2 separate regions of the Mus musculus genome follow, and region 2 is linked to region 1. Evidence: chromatin contacts called from public HiChIP or PLAC-seq data. All regions are on one chromosome and are shown on one strand. Each heading gives the region's core, a stretch centred on a gene start, on an enhancer-like site or on the middle of the called end of the contact. The rest is flanking DNA. Distances are from core to core; before and after follow the strand shown.

What was found. HiChIP or PLAC-seq counts read pairs in DNA pulled down with a chosen protein or histone mark.
Region 2: a contact with region 1 is called in a BATF HiChIP or PLAC-seq map of CD8 T cells, with 13 read pairs. The contact joins the enhancer-like site here to the promoter of Tctex1d1 in region 1. A contact is called at or near these places in 5 of 39 promoter capture datasets (3T3-L1-derived adipocytes, hippocampal neurons, macrophages and 2 more), 2 of 15 datasets of contacts at CTCF or cohesin (CD8 T cells and the NIH/3T3 cell line), 9 of 484 Hi-C or Micro-C datasets (CD4 T cells, CD4 single positive thymocytes, CD8 T cells and 6 more), 4 of 115 datasets of contacts at active chromatin or transcription factors (CD8 T cells, double positive thymocytes, embryonic stem cells and 1 more) and 3 of 9 other capture datasets (adipose tissue, liver and pancreatic islet).

What each region holds. Positions count from the first base shown.
Region 1 is chr4:102,983,904-102,990,239 of GRCm38.p6, reverse strand. Tctex1d1 (Tctex1 domain containing 1) reads right to left here and starts at 3,861. Exons shown (of 5, transcript NM_001163767.1): 1 at 3,654-3,861; 2 at 1,567-1,684. The coding sequence starts at 1,667. Gm12709 (predicted gene 12709) reads left to right here and starts at 485. Exons shown (of 4, transcript NR_040444.1): 1 at 485-691; 2 at 6,123-6,311.
Region 2 is chr4:103,035,647-103,041,982 of GRCm38.p6, reverse strand. It overlaps Wdr78 (WD repeat domain 78), which reads left to right. Exons shown (of 17, transcript NM_146254.4): 17 at 2,642-3,918. The coding sequence ends at 2,692. Among named protein-coding and RNA genes, the nearest start is that of Insl5, 12 kb to the right of the region's middle. Within about 2 kb of position 2,717, at least 36 of the 459 cell types and tissues checked have an H3K27ac peak or open chromatin away from gene starts, as enhancers often do. A contact at or near this core is called in CD4 single positive thymocytes, CD8 T cells, DN2 thymocytes and 6 more, where this site is marked.

The DNA.
Region 1 (6,336 bases), core at 2,612-5,111:
AGCTTGTTCTGGGCGTCCCTCTTCTTTGCTTTCCCTGCCGGTCCCCTGGTGTTACAAGGTAGTTCTCACATCCATCTGGCTTACCCCAGTTCTTACACTTGTGTAGCAAGGGCTTTACCTGCTGGGCTTCTCCCAAGCCTCTAGTGTCTTTTTCTTTGCACGGTAATCATGTAAATACTGTATGCTCTTTGTAAAACATGCAAAACACATGGAAAGGTGCAGAGTAAAATTACCTTACTAACCAGAGTGCTTAGGTAATGACTGTTAGTATTAAAAGAAGGTTTTCAGATATTTGATTTTACATTCATAATCCTATTTTGCTTGACACTGCATCTTAGTCAGAGTTAAAATATTAGCTTAATATACAAACATTTTGCATTTCCCTTAACCATTTCTTCTCCAGACCATTTAAATTGCTCCCAGTATGTCACTATTATCAGGGAACTTTGAATTAACATGTGGTAGGCATTGTCAGTTTCTTTCCAGTGTTGCTCATCTCCTTTCTTGGTAACAGAGCCCTAAATGGTGGGAACATTTCTGACTAAAAGAACGGCAAATTCTTGGTCCCTTTTTGTGCAGCTGAAGTTCTGTGGCTTACAAACCAGTGTGATGCAGCCAGCACTGACTGGGTAGGAATTTGAGAACGATTTCTCAGAACAAAACAACACAAGAAAACCCCAAACCGACAAACGTAAGTTAACCAGTAGGAGCTGGTCTTCAGTTTCCTCCATGACTAAAATGAGTGACGGAGGAGGGCAGGATCCCAGAGGCTGCTTGATTCCTAGACTGGATAAGAACAGCAGTGGCCTAGGTCTCTGAACTGCCCTTCTTTTATGTAGGAAAAAAATTCCATTTGGCTTAGGAGACTGTTTTGTATTTGTTTTAAAATGGTATTACCAGGAACATTAGATGTTACTGATAGACACTGTTGAAACAGACTCCACTAGAAGATCAGTGGGGTCAGCTGTGTGAAGGGAGCTTGCTGTCAGTTTTGTTGGGGGAGATGAGGCCTAGCGAAGACCCTAGCTGCTTTACTAGAAGCCTGGCTGCCTTGATCACAGAGAGGAAAATGCCTGGGTAACCTCTTGCTTTCTTTTTGCCTTTTCAAGGCTGACCATGTCTCCAGTGGACTACAACTTCAGGAAGCTTTTTTTTTTTAAAGTTTAACTTTATAATTTTTAAAGTGGTGTTTGTGTATGTATGTATGTGTGTGTGCATGTCCTCAGGTGACCATGGAAGCCGGAGACATTGGGTCCCACTAAAACGGCAGTGGAAGGTGGCTGTGAGCTGATGTGGGTGCTGGGAACTGAGTTTGGCTCTTCTGGCAGACCAGTGCGTGCTCCATTTCTCCAGCCTGATTCTTTTTTACTTTTGAGCTTCGTGTTTATGTTTGTTTCTTTTCCAGATTGAAGACTGTAGTGTGTTGAATGAGAATGTTGCTCAGAGGCATTCGAACCTCTGGCCCCCAGCTGGTGGCAGTGTTAGGGGGAGGTTGAGGAGGTCTGGCCTTTGGTGGAGGAGGCCTGTCACTGCTGATGGGACTTTGAGAGCTAAGGCCATACTCACACGTTGTTCTCTCTGCTCTGTGCCTGTGCTCCATGACGTAAGCTTTCAGCACCCTGCTCCAGCCGCTGTGCCTGCTGCTTGCTCCCATGTGTCTGTGCCATGATGGATAGTTACCCCTCTGGAACCACAAACTCAGATAAACCTGCCCTTCTATAAGATCAAGGTGTTTTAGCACAGCAACAGAAAAGGAAATAACTCAAGGATAGGAGGTAGGGCTTCCCTGAGGCTAAGCAAGCCCCTTACTCATCCTAAAGAGCCAAGGTCTGATAGTTATAGGTTAGCATGTGAGAGACTGGACATGGAGAGCTGGAAGAGAATATGGAGCCAGGCAGTGGTGGCACATGCCTTTAATCCTAGCACTTGGGAGGCAGAGGCAGGAGGATTTTTGAGTTCAAGGCCAGTCTGGTCTACAGAGTGAGTTCCAGGACAGCCAGGGCTATGCAGAGAAACCCAGAAAAAAAAAAGAAAAGAAAGAGAATACAGAAAATTTAAAATATATTCCTCACTTGAGTGATGGGTGACTTAAGAGGTATTAACAGTGGTTGCAGCATGAGCAAGAAACATGGAAGTATAATATGGGCTAGTTATATTTTCCTTTTACTTTTATTTTCTGTGTTATTTTTATTTTTGGTAGCTGGATCTTTAGTCTACAGGTATGTCTGTGTGAGTCATGCGAACTCTTGGTGCCCACAGAGGCCAGAAGAGGGTGTCAGATCACTTGGGGCTGTGAGCTGCCTTATAGGTGCTGGGAAGCAAACCCTGGTTCTTTGAAAGAGCAGCCAGTGTTTCTTGCACTGAGTTATCCCTCTAGCCCCTTGGTACAGTTTTTAGAAATTGAGGAGTTCCTATATTTTAAAAGCATGGGCTTATCAATGAAGTCCAGAACACTGGCTTACACAAAGAGGCTCGAGGCATTTGTATTGCTAAAGACAAGCACGTGATCTGCTTATTAAATGCATTTAAGCTTTCAACTGCAGGCATAAATACAATAAACATATTGGCTACATGTCCCAACACTACAAGTGGATGAAGTCCAGTTCTGTGATCCAACCTGCCGAGCTAATCCTTTCCGACACCTAGTCTCATTGCCTAGAGAATGCTGCAGTCAATCTTATCTTAATTAATTGAGACAGTGTCTTGCTGTGCAGTGCTGACTGGCTTGGGGTTTGCTCGGTAGACGAGGCTGGCCTCCAACTCTCTGTGATCCTCCCCACCTTTGTTCCTCAAGTACTGGCATCAGGCATGTGCTGAGAATCTGATCTAAAAACTGGTGTAAGCATTCAACAAACACATTCACAGTAGGGGAAAAGAGAAAAGAGAAGTATATCTTATATAAAGGTATTTTAAAATCAAAATATGTATAGTTTCATGTAAAAATCCAGGCTGTGCTTGGAAGTACATGAGCTACTTTTGAGGACAGAATTGTATTCAGGTTTCTTGAAATAAGAGTTACTGTTGAGAACAAACATAAATTCCTGGGCTTTGTAACTGGTGGCCACCCATGTCCATAAGAGGGCCTTCAGGAAGGATGGGGAAGCGCGTCATTAAAGTCATGTGCTGCCCTCTAGTGGATAGATAGACATTGCAGTGCACAGAGAAAAGAAGGCTATAGGTTCTGTGGGTTTTTTTGTTTTTGTTTTTTTTTAATTTTTAAAAAAGCTTTTAAACAAAAATTTATGGCCTATGATGTGTCAGAGTCCAGAGTGATGGTCACACAAAAGATGCATTTAAAATTAAATATGCTCCTGGAATATGATATATAGAGAAAGATACAATATACAGAGACTTGCTTAACTGGGGACTAAGACTATCTATGGATTTTTTTTCCCCTTCTGATTATGTTTAAAACCTAAAGCATGCCAGCTCATTTCCTAGCAGTAAATGGTGCGTCTTTGTGGAAGTCATGCAGTTTCATGATATCTTATCCCAATTGGCCTATCTTTTTAGAAGGCTATAGTGGAAACAGAAGTTGAAAACCTTCACAAATTAAAGAAATGAGAAAACAGTAGAAGGTATCGTCTTGTGGGAAGCTTTTTTTTTTTCCCCAAGAGTAAGGGTGTTTTTCGAAGGACACAGAATATACCTACCTCCCATGAACAGTCAAGCCCTGGACTGACAGATGTAAAACCTAGCACAGGAGACTGGCAGAACAATCATAGGTGTGGGTAAAAGCGCAGGGCCAGCTCTTGACGTGGTGGGCTACTGTTCATCTGAGAGGAACGGAACTGATGGTCAAGGCCAGACGATAGACATCTCCTGCAGGGCCTGAAGGAGGCATGGTTTCAAAGCCACACTGCAATCAGGAGAGGTGATGCTGGATGTGTTTGAGGCCTGGCTATGTCACATGACTGTGACGTCATTAACGAGGGGTGTGGCCAGCCCTGCCATATTTCCAGTGCAGAGGAAACCCTTACTCTCCTCCTTGTTCTTCCTTCCTTCTTCTCCCTTCCTTTCGTTTTTGGAATAGATGCAAATGGACTTTTTCAATAAGAAAGCTAAAATAAAGCTTGCTTTGTACCAAACACTTGAATAAACACTTTTCCTAGGTTGTAAATTCATCTTACAAGTCACTCCGGACTTACTATATAATGGACTTGTAAGCAGAATTTATTTTAGAGCAAAAAAGACTTAATTACTTAAGAATTCACATAATGCAATAATAACTGCTCACTCACTGATCAAAATAGTCCATGAAGGACAGTTTTGTGCGCAGGTGCTGTTCTGTCTTTGAGATGTCATACTAGGAGATATGAAAGGAATTAAGCTGTCTGCCTCTACAGAACTTAATGTTTTATTTTTATTTTATTTATTTATATATTATTAATGTCCAGATGATGTGTGCACTAAACAGCTGGATCTATTTTTATTCTCACTGCCCTCAGCAATGTTTGCTATTCTGTCTGCCAGCATTTTGCTATCAGCACGGGTGTAGAAGACACCTTGCTCTAAGTTACGCATCTCTGGTTTTCCAGTGTGCTTGTGTAGCTCTTCTTACTCTGCTTGGCCTTTAGACTCCCCTTGTGGGCACTGCCATCTCCTCTGACTCTATTTAAAACTGGCTTCCCCTTTTATTGTTAACATGCAACGCTATACCTGTGGATAGATATTCTAGCAGTTCTCTAACTATATTATTATATACGTTGTGAAAATACTTCATTTTGTTGATGTTCTACTTACCAAAAAAGTTTTAGTTTTCTTTTGTGGTTTATGTTTTCGTGTTGGGATTCGTAGTGTGTAATTACGACCCCAACGCTTGGGAGGCTGAGGTGGAGGCGTATGGATTCAAGATTCAAGGAGAGGATGGGGCGGTGGCAGCAGTGCTGGTGGTCTGTAGTGCGTGGGGGCGGGGCTTCCTTACTCGCAGTCCAGACAGGCTCTCCTATGCTTTTTTCTACCTGCTTTACGCTTTCCAGCTTCCCATTCTCTGCCTTCCTTCTGGACTATGCCTGTGTAAATGGTACCAGGTACCAGACCTGCTTCCTCTCTAAAACCATCTGTCAGACACAAGAACTAAAAGCCCTCAAAAATCCAAGGCTATAGTGGCTCTTTTCTCAGAGCTAAGGGGGCAGTTGTGAGGATTACTGAAAATTCCAGGCCAGTCTGATCAACATATTGAGTTACAAGCTAGCTTGTCTTAAACAAACAAACAAACAACAAACAACAAACAAAAACAAAAACCCCCATCATTTCCCCATTTATGGAAATAACTTTAGGTAAAATAGAATTTCCTCTATTCAATATATATATTTTGTCTGAGAAGCACATCGAGGCTGTCACATTTTCCTGTGGTTTCACTTGGAAAGTGACATTTTATCTTCTCCAAGTCTCTCTCTCACTCTCTCTGTCTCTCTGTCTCTGTCTCTCTGTCTCTCTCTCTTTCTGGGACTACGCTGCATTTCAGCTCGATGCAAACTTCAGTATAACACATGCTATCCCTTTGGTATTCTGTCTCCTAGCCTTTCCCATCAGGGATCCAAAGAAAGGATAGCCCAACCTAATTTCTGATGCACAGGCTCATGGCTTGGAATCCTGGAATAAATTAGTCCATGTCAATTTACTTGGCCCTGCTTGTTTACCTGAGCAGGTTTGCAGGTTTGCACAAAGTTCACGAGGGTTGCATTTTCCATCATTCACTGAAATACCCAGTGGACTGTGAAGGAGTTCCCAAGTAGCTCTCAGTTTGCTGGAACAGCAGTGATCTCTACGCTAGACCCCTCTGGTATTCTGCACGCCTAATACATGACACAGTAGCTGACGGGTACTAGAGGCTCCCTGGATCTTGAGTAAATAACACAGGGAAGTCAACATAGTGTGGCTGACCTGCTGTGCTGGGTGCCTTCAATACAGTTCTGTGGGGAATGGTGGGGTCCACACATGGTTTTTGTTCTGTGGCATCGTGAGAACTTTGCTTTGAGGCAAAAGAAAGACCGTTTAGTCTTTGTTCTTTGCCCAAACCCACAGTAGAGCTGCTAGCTTTGGAGCTAATATGTCCAGATAGCTTGCCGCATTAGCTGGAGAAAGTGACTCAACCTTGTGCCTTCTGTTTCCATTTTAAGGACCAGTGATGACAGCATCTGTGCAAATGCTGTTCAATGTCTACCTGAGGGTGAGGTTCCAGCAAGTAAACCATCAGCATGAATGCCTGCCTGGACTCATGCGTGAAAAACACAAGATCTCAGTGAACAAGGGAGCCATGTGCAAATTACACACGGATTTGCCACTTTCTGTGCAATGAAAATATGCAGGTAATAAAAGACTTCTTTCTATTTG
Region 2 (6,336 bases), core at 1,468-3,967, 53 kb before region 1:
TAGCTGCATATGTAGCAGAAGATGGCCTAGTTGGCCATCATTGGGAGGAAAGGCCCTTGGTCTCATAAAGATTATATGCCCCAGTACAGGGGAATGCCAGGGCCAGGAAGCAGGAGTGGGTGGGTTGGGGAGCAGGGCTGGGGGAGAGTATAGGGGACTTTTTGGGATAGATTTGAAATGTAAATGAAGAAAATATCTAATAATAAATTTGTCTAAAGAGAGAGAGAGAGAGACATGATCAATAACTTTTTCCAATAACTTCAACCAAGAGTGTGTCAGAGGTTTGGAAGGCGTATGGGTTTATCTGTAGGAAAGATGTATACCACATTTCTAAAGCTGCTTTCGGGAAGTGACCACAGGGAGAAGCACGGGATGAGGAAGGTCTACAAAGGCAACTTCAGGGCCATCAAGCCAGCTCAGCAGCAAGCCTGGTGACCCGAGTTCAATTCCTTGAACCCATGGGAGGATGGAAGGAGAGAACTGACTCCATAAAGCTGCTCAGTGATTTCCACACTGACAGCCTGGCATGTGCACATACACATACACATGTGCATCTCCCTGTATAGGAAAGGTTTGTTTCTTTTATTAAAAAAAAAAATGTACACGCCAAAGTGACCTTTGTTGATTTGGTGTGTATGTAGTGTGTGTGTGTGTGAGTGTGTGTGTGTGTGTGTGTGTGTGTGTGTGTGTGTGTGTGTGTGTGTGTATGTGAGATGTAAGTGGGGAGGGCATCAGAGACTCACTCCTACTGATGCTGGAGCTAGATTGGCAGTCAGCAACTCCTGTCTCTGGCCACCCACAGTGCTGGGGTTACAGGCACTCACAGGACTACATCCAGCTTTTTATGCAGGTGCTAGGGATTTGAACTCAGGTCCCCATGCTTATGAGGTGATTGCTTTTCCCCTGGAGAGCCTGAGCTGTCTCTCCAGTCTGTATTCATTGATTATTTGGGTATGTATTTTGTAAACAAAGAAAGTTAAACCATGCAGCCCTTGTGCCTTGTGCTCATTGGATTGCTTTTGGACCCCATGTTCTTTCTCTCACTGCCAGTCAACATCTGTGGGCTTCTTCAGGAGAAGGGTTTTCATTCTTGAGTTCTGAGAGCTTGAAGTGGAATGATTTCTAACATTTCGGTGCTTCCTAGAGGACTCCAGCGTAGGAGATAATACAAGGCCGAAGGGTGGCTCCAGCCCTGGCCCAGCAAATGGACTCTGGTTAGCAGTAATGTAAGCAAACGCCATGGTCCACATCTTGAGAACTAAAAGGCTGAAGTAAGTATAGCCAAGGTGTAAAAGAACAGAGAAAGGTTTATTAGCCACAGAAAACAAAGAGAACACAGGAGTTATTGCCAAAGCAGTGCCCATCTTGCTTAATGGCTAACAGGTTCCTGTCTGACAGAAACATGAGACCAGGTCCAGGGCTTGCAATTATAACTTTTTAGTACAGCTAACCTTTGGTAGTATGTACTAACCATTATCTTTTGTGACAGCAGAAACACCAGCCCTTTCCTTCACATGATGATGGTTGATCGCTGGGTGGCTTAAGTTTTGCTTTAAAGAGTTAGAGTTTGGAAACTCAGTGGAAGTTAATTCATTGGGCCTTTTAGGAAAAACCTTTTCCATGGCTAGTCTGTAGAGAGTACTCGTATATACTTCATTGACTACTATGGCAGATATTTGCCATATATATATATATTTTTTTTTTTGCTTAATGTGTGTGTGTGTGTATGTATAAACTAAAGGAGAATATTTCAATGGTAGAATGTTTAAAAAATATAGACATGTAATAGAGTACTGTTGAAAGCTATGAAGGCATTCTTTGATTGGTCAGATCATGCACAGCATGACTGTGTCTGTCTTAGGGACTCAGGATACATCACTGAGCAAACTACAGGACTGATCCATTTCATTAGCCCGAGTGAGAGACAGATTTGAAAAGCACGTGGAGGCTGGCTCCGGCTGGGCTTGTTAAGTGGAAACTGCAGAACGAGGAAGTGCCAGAGGCAGCAAGTGCAGTACAAGCCAGAGGATGGGAAGTGACTTCTGAGATACAGGGGCTGTTAGTGTTTAGCACTTAGGAATGGTTGGCATTTCCATCTCCCATCATCTTCAAGTTTTCTCAGGACCCTTTCTGCCGTGTGGTAGAGAAGACATGGCTTGACTGCTTGGTCTACTCTACGTTTTTTTCTCCCCCTCCGCCTCATCCGTAGTTTTCACCCTCTTCTATGTGATCATCTCGTGGTTTTCTAGTACAAATAAGTATCAATACGTGAAAATACAAACCCACATGGAAATGAAGAAGTCAGCCACGGACAGGTCAGGAAGTGCAAGCGAGGAAGCTCAGGCTGAGGCACGGAGGGCAAACAGGAGGTGCTGCTAACCCTGTCTTTCCATAAAATCCCTGTAAAAATGTTTGTCCAGCTTCATAAAAAGAGGCATCCCCTAGGAAAGCAGCTTTATGCCAGGAAGCCACTGTCATTATTTAAGCCTTGCTCTGCTGCTCTCCTCTTTTACAGTCTTGTTGGGTACGCATTAAAGGCGGACATCTAACTTACAACTTTCAAATGGCATTTTAACGACAGCTTTACTGTTCAGGTTGGATTTTATTGTATTGTAATTGTGTGGTTTTCCTTCCTTTTCAGGGAGACGTAATCAACATTCTGCTTGGGCCCAAGACAAACCACACAGGATGATCTGTCACTCTCCTTACGCTTTGTTCTTCTCTAACGGAAAGGGACCAACATCATCTGCTGTAAGCTTAAGAGTCTGACTTGAAGAGAGCAGTATGTAGGCTACAACTTCCATTCCAATTGACTTAGCTTTTATTTCAGAAACAAGGGATTAGTTTGTAATTTAAGATAAGCTAAAGATTTGTGCTGGGATTGTCTTAATTTTCTAAAGATATTTCTGTTCCACTTCTTGGTCATATTTAAAATACTTATTAGCAAGTATGTATACCTATAAAATATCCCAATAGCTTAGAAAATGGCTTCTTAAAAAATTCAGACACTTTGAGGATTACTTAAGACACAGTCATTAGAAAACACAATTCCAACAGTGTCAAACTAACTTCCCAAGCTTGGCTTTGGGGGCTTCCAACTGCACTGCCACCTCGGGGAGCACAGTGAGCACTCACACGGGACTCAGAACATCAGTGCTCCCCACTTAAACCTGAGCCTGAAACTACAGAACTTTGTCCCACCGATTGGCAAGCTACAGGACAGAACAACAGATATAAGCATCACATATGCTGGCTAGCCAGCATCCCACTTATCTGTCAGCAGGGGAACAATAATCCGAAATGCATTGCTAGCTTCCTCTCAAAGGACCAGAGTCATCTGCAGAGTCAAATGCATTGAGGCCAGACTTAAATTGTCTTAGAAAGAAAACAGAAGGTCTCAGACATACAGACCAGGTCAGGGTGTTTTCTAAAGTAGTCTAGACAGAGACTGGGCAGTAAGGGTGGGTATACACCCACACACACACAACCCCCCACACACACCCACACAGACTTGGAAGGGGTTATCCATGTGGGTCACCCTAACTAGTGTTCAGGTGTTGAATGGGGCCATAGGGCGTGACAGCCTTTTCTGTAAGGTGTTTTGAGTGGAGGAAAGAAGCCAGGGTGTGTAAATTTCACAAAAAATTTGGAGATCTTTTGTGTCTATGGTGGTGATAAGAGTCCACAGGGCAGTGAGAACTACCTACTACGCATAGCCATTGCTTCATGGTCTCCATTTCTTTGGAGCTATGTGTTAGACAAAAGCAAGGCGATTTTAGCTGGCTCTTGGGTTTAGGCCAGGTCATAAAGATTAGATATTTTCTGCTGGCGTAAGTCACTGTGGTTGGCTTTCTAAAAAATATTAAACTGTGTTACTTTGAGTAAGAAAAATAAAAATTTGATTTAGTTGAAAATGTATTCATTTTATTTTAATTCCTTTTAATTTATATTTTTTTCTCTTGTCTTCATCAAGCCTAGCTGAGAAATAAAGGCATTATTTTGGACCCTGGACAACTGATCTCAGGATTGGACCTACTCTACTTCATTTTTTTTTCTCTAGATGATGCAGGCTTAAGTGATTGTTTCCTATGTGTAGACTGGAGAGTGTTTGTGTGTTTTATATTGAGGGATTTCACAGGGAATTTCTTTGCCTGTTTTCTAGAATAGCTTTGGTTCCTTATAGTAAACTCCATCGTATGGGAATCCTACCCATGCCTTAGTCATCCCACCTGTAAGTACATATGCACATGTGTGTGCAGTTCGGAACAGCAAGAGTGATGACTAAGGTCCAGCACCAGGCAGTCGTTACTTAGGCTGGTCGCTCTCCATGAGGCATCTCTCAGGCAGAACTTGCAGTTATCTGAGCCTGCTGTTTAGCTAGCCATACTGCCAGCCAATGGAAGAAAGGACAATGCATTCTCCACAATGTGTAATTATGCATCATATTTAACATTCATTTGGCTTACTTCTAAACAATTATGTATAGTTACAAATGAGAAATTAGAACACTTAGTATCTGCCTTTTTGTCTCAGGAGTGCAGTTAAAAGAAAATGTTGAAAGTTTAGTTATCAATATGCTAATAATAATGCATATTGAAGCTCTTCACAATTCACATCCAATAGCTCTGTTTATTTATCTTAAGAATCTTGAGACAAGTCGAACAAATTGTTACAACAATAGTATCCCTTTCCCAGAAGTCTATATGAGGCTTAAAGGAGTAAAACCACACACTGAAGACTATTCACTGCCAATTTGAAAGGATGGAAATCAGATTCTCTTTGTTTTCATTCAGTTTGTTGTTCAGAAGATAAAGTCTTCATATAGCCCAGGCTAGACCCAAACTCAGGATCCTCCTGCCTCCACCTCCAGAGTGTTGAGATTACAGGCAGGCTCTAGCCATTCTTATACTTACTCTCCTGCTGGATAAGCGGTTACCATTGTGTAAGTGCTTATTATTGTATAAGTGGTTACTGTTTATAAGTGACTATTCTATTGTATAAGTAGAACACCTACTTGGCTTCTGAAATCTACTGCAGAATACAGCATACATAAATTTTATATTTTACGGTTTAATCTAAAAATGATAATACTTATAAACTTGATTTTCTCAGTGTCCACCTGCTACTGGGCCCTGATGACATGTGTCTATTCTGTGGAGAACTTCACAAGACCCAACTCTTCATTCATAAATGCTCAGCTCATGTCCCATCTTCTCCAGACAGCGCTTTCTACAGTCCCGACCACAAGACTGACCAAAACAAATTTGCCTTGGCGGAGTGGGGGGCTTTTTTAAAAAGTAGGATCTCACTATGTAGCTCAGACAAACCTTGAACTTGTGACCGCCCACCCCCACCTCTTCATGGCTCTTTGTTAAATGTTCTCAGACCTTCATGAAGTTGGTTTTCCCCATAACACTGGCTCAGAAACGGCTGTTGAGGACTCTGAAGAAGTTTATATCTTAATTGTTACTTTTCTTCATTACCTCACTCCTCTCACACTGCTAGGTCTGCCTGCACAAGTTTAGAGAGGTATGTAACACATTGAAACCATCTGGCCATCCTTTAGAAGCAACGAATCAGGAAAAGGAATTTGGGACAAACCATACACATTAAATTTTAAAAGAACTATAGCTCTTTCTCAGGGTAGAAGGCATGAGGGGAATAAGACACGTGAAAAACATGTACAGGAAGTTGTACAACTTAGGAGAGATGACAGGCCACTTTGAAAAATCATTCCCCAAGTAACCAGTGCCACTCAGAAGCATCCAGAGCCACCGGAGCGGAGGGTCTTGCACTGGTGGTAGAGCAGGCTTGACACAGAAGGACACTATGGTTGTTTCTAGGGACGGGCAAGGAACTTGTGCTGCCACTAACTTATTTCATACATGTTTAGTGTGACCCGGAATCAGAAAATATTTGACATATAGAAAATATAGCTATAGTTCTTAGATAGAACTAAGTTTCTCCTTTTTAAATTTTATCTTTTTAATTTTTATCTTAAGCTCCTTGAAGAGAGGGATAACGTTCTGGGATCACCACACTACCTCATCAAGTAGGACTGCAAGAAATACCTTTTGAATGCAAGCATCAGGGAACTATAGCTTCTTTCCCGAAGGTTCTCATCACAACGTGGTTCAATATCTTGAATTTCCTCAAAACCCTAAGAAAACATTTTAGCATCAGAGAGGATAAAATCTTTTATCTGTGGTACTTATAGATCACATAGAATCAGCATGGAAAGTTCATGAACATAGCCACAGCTTTTCTTCATTTTGTTATCATAAAATCTATTTCTCCCCTCATTATAAAAAGTAGTAATGAACCCATGGTCACTGT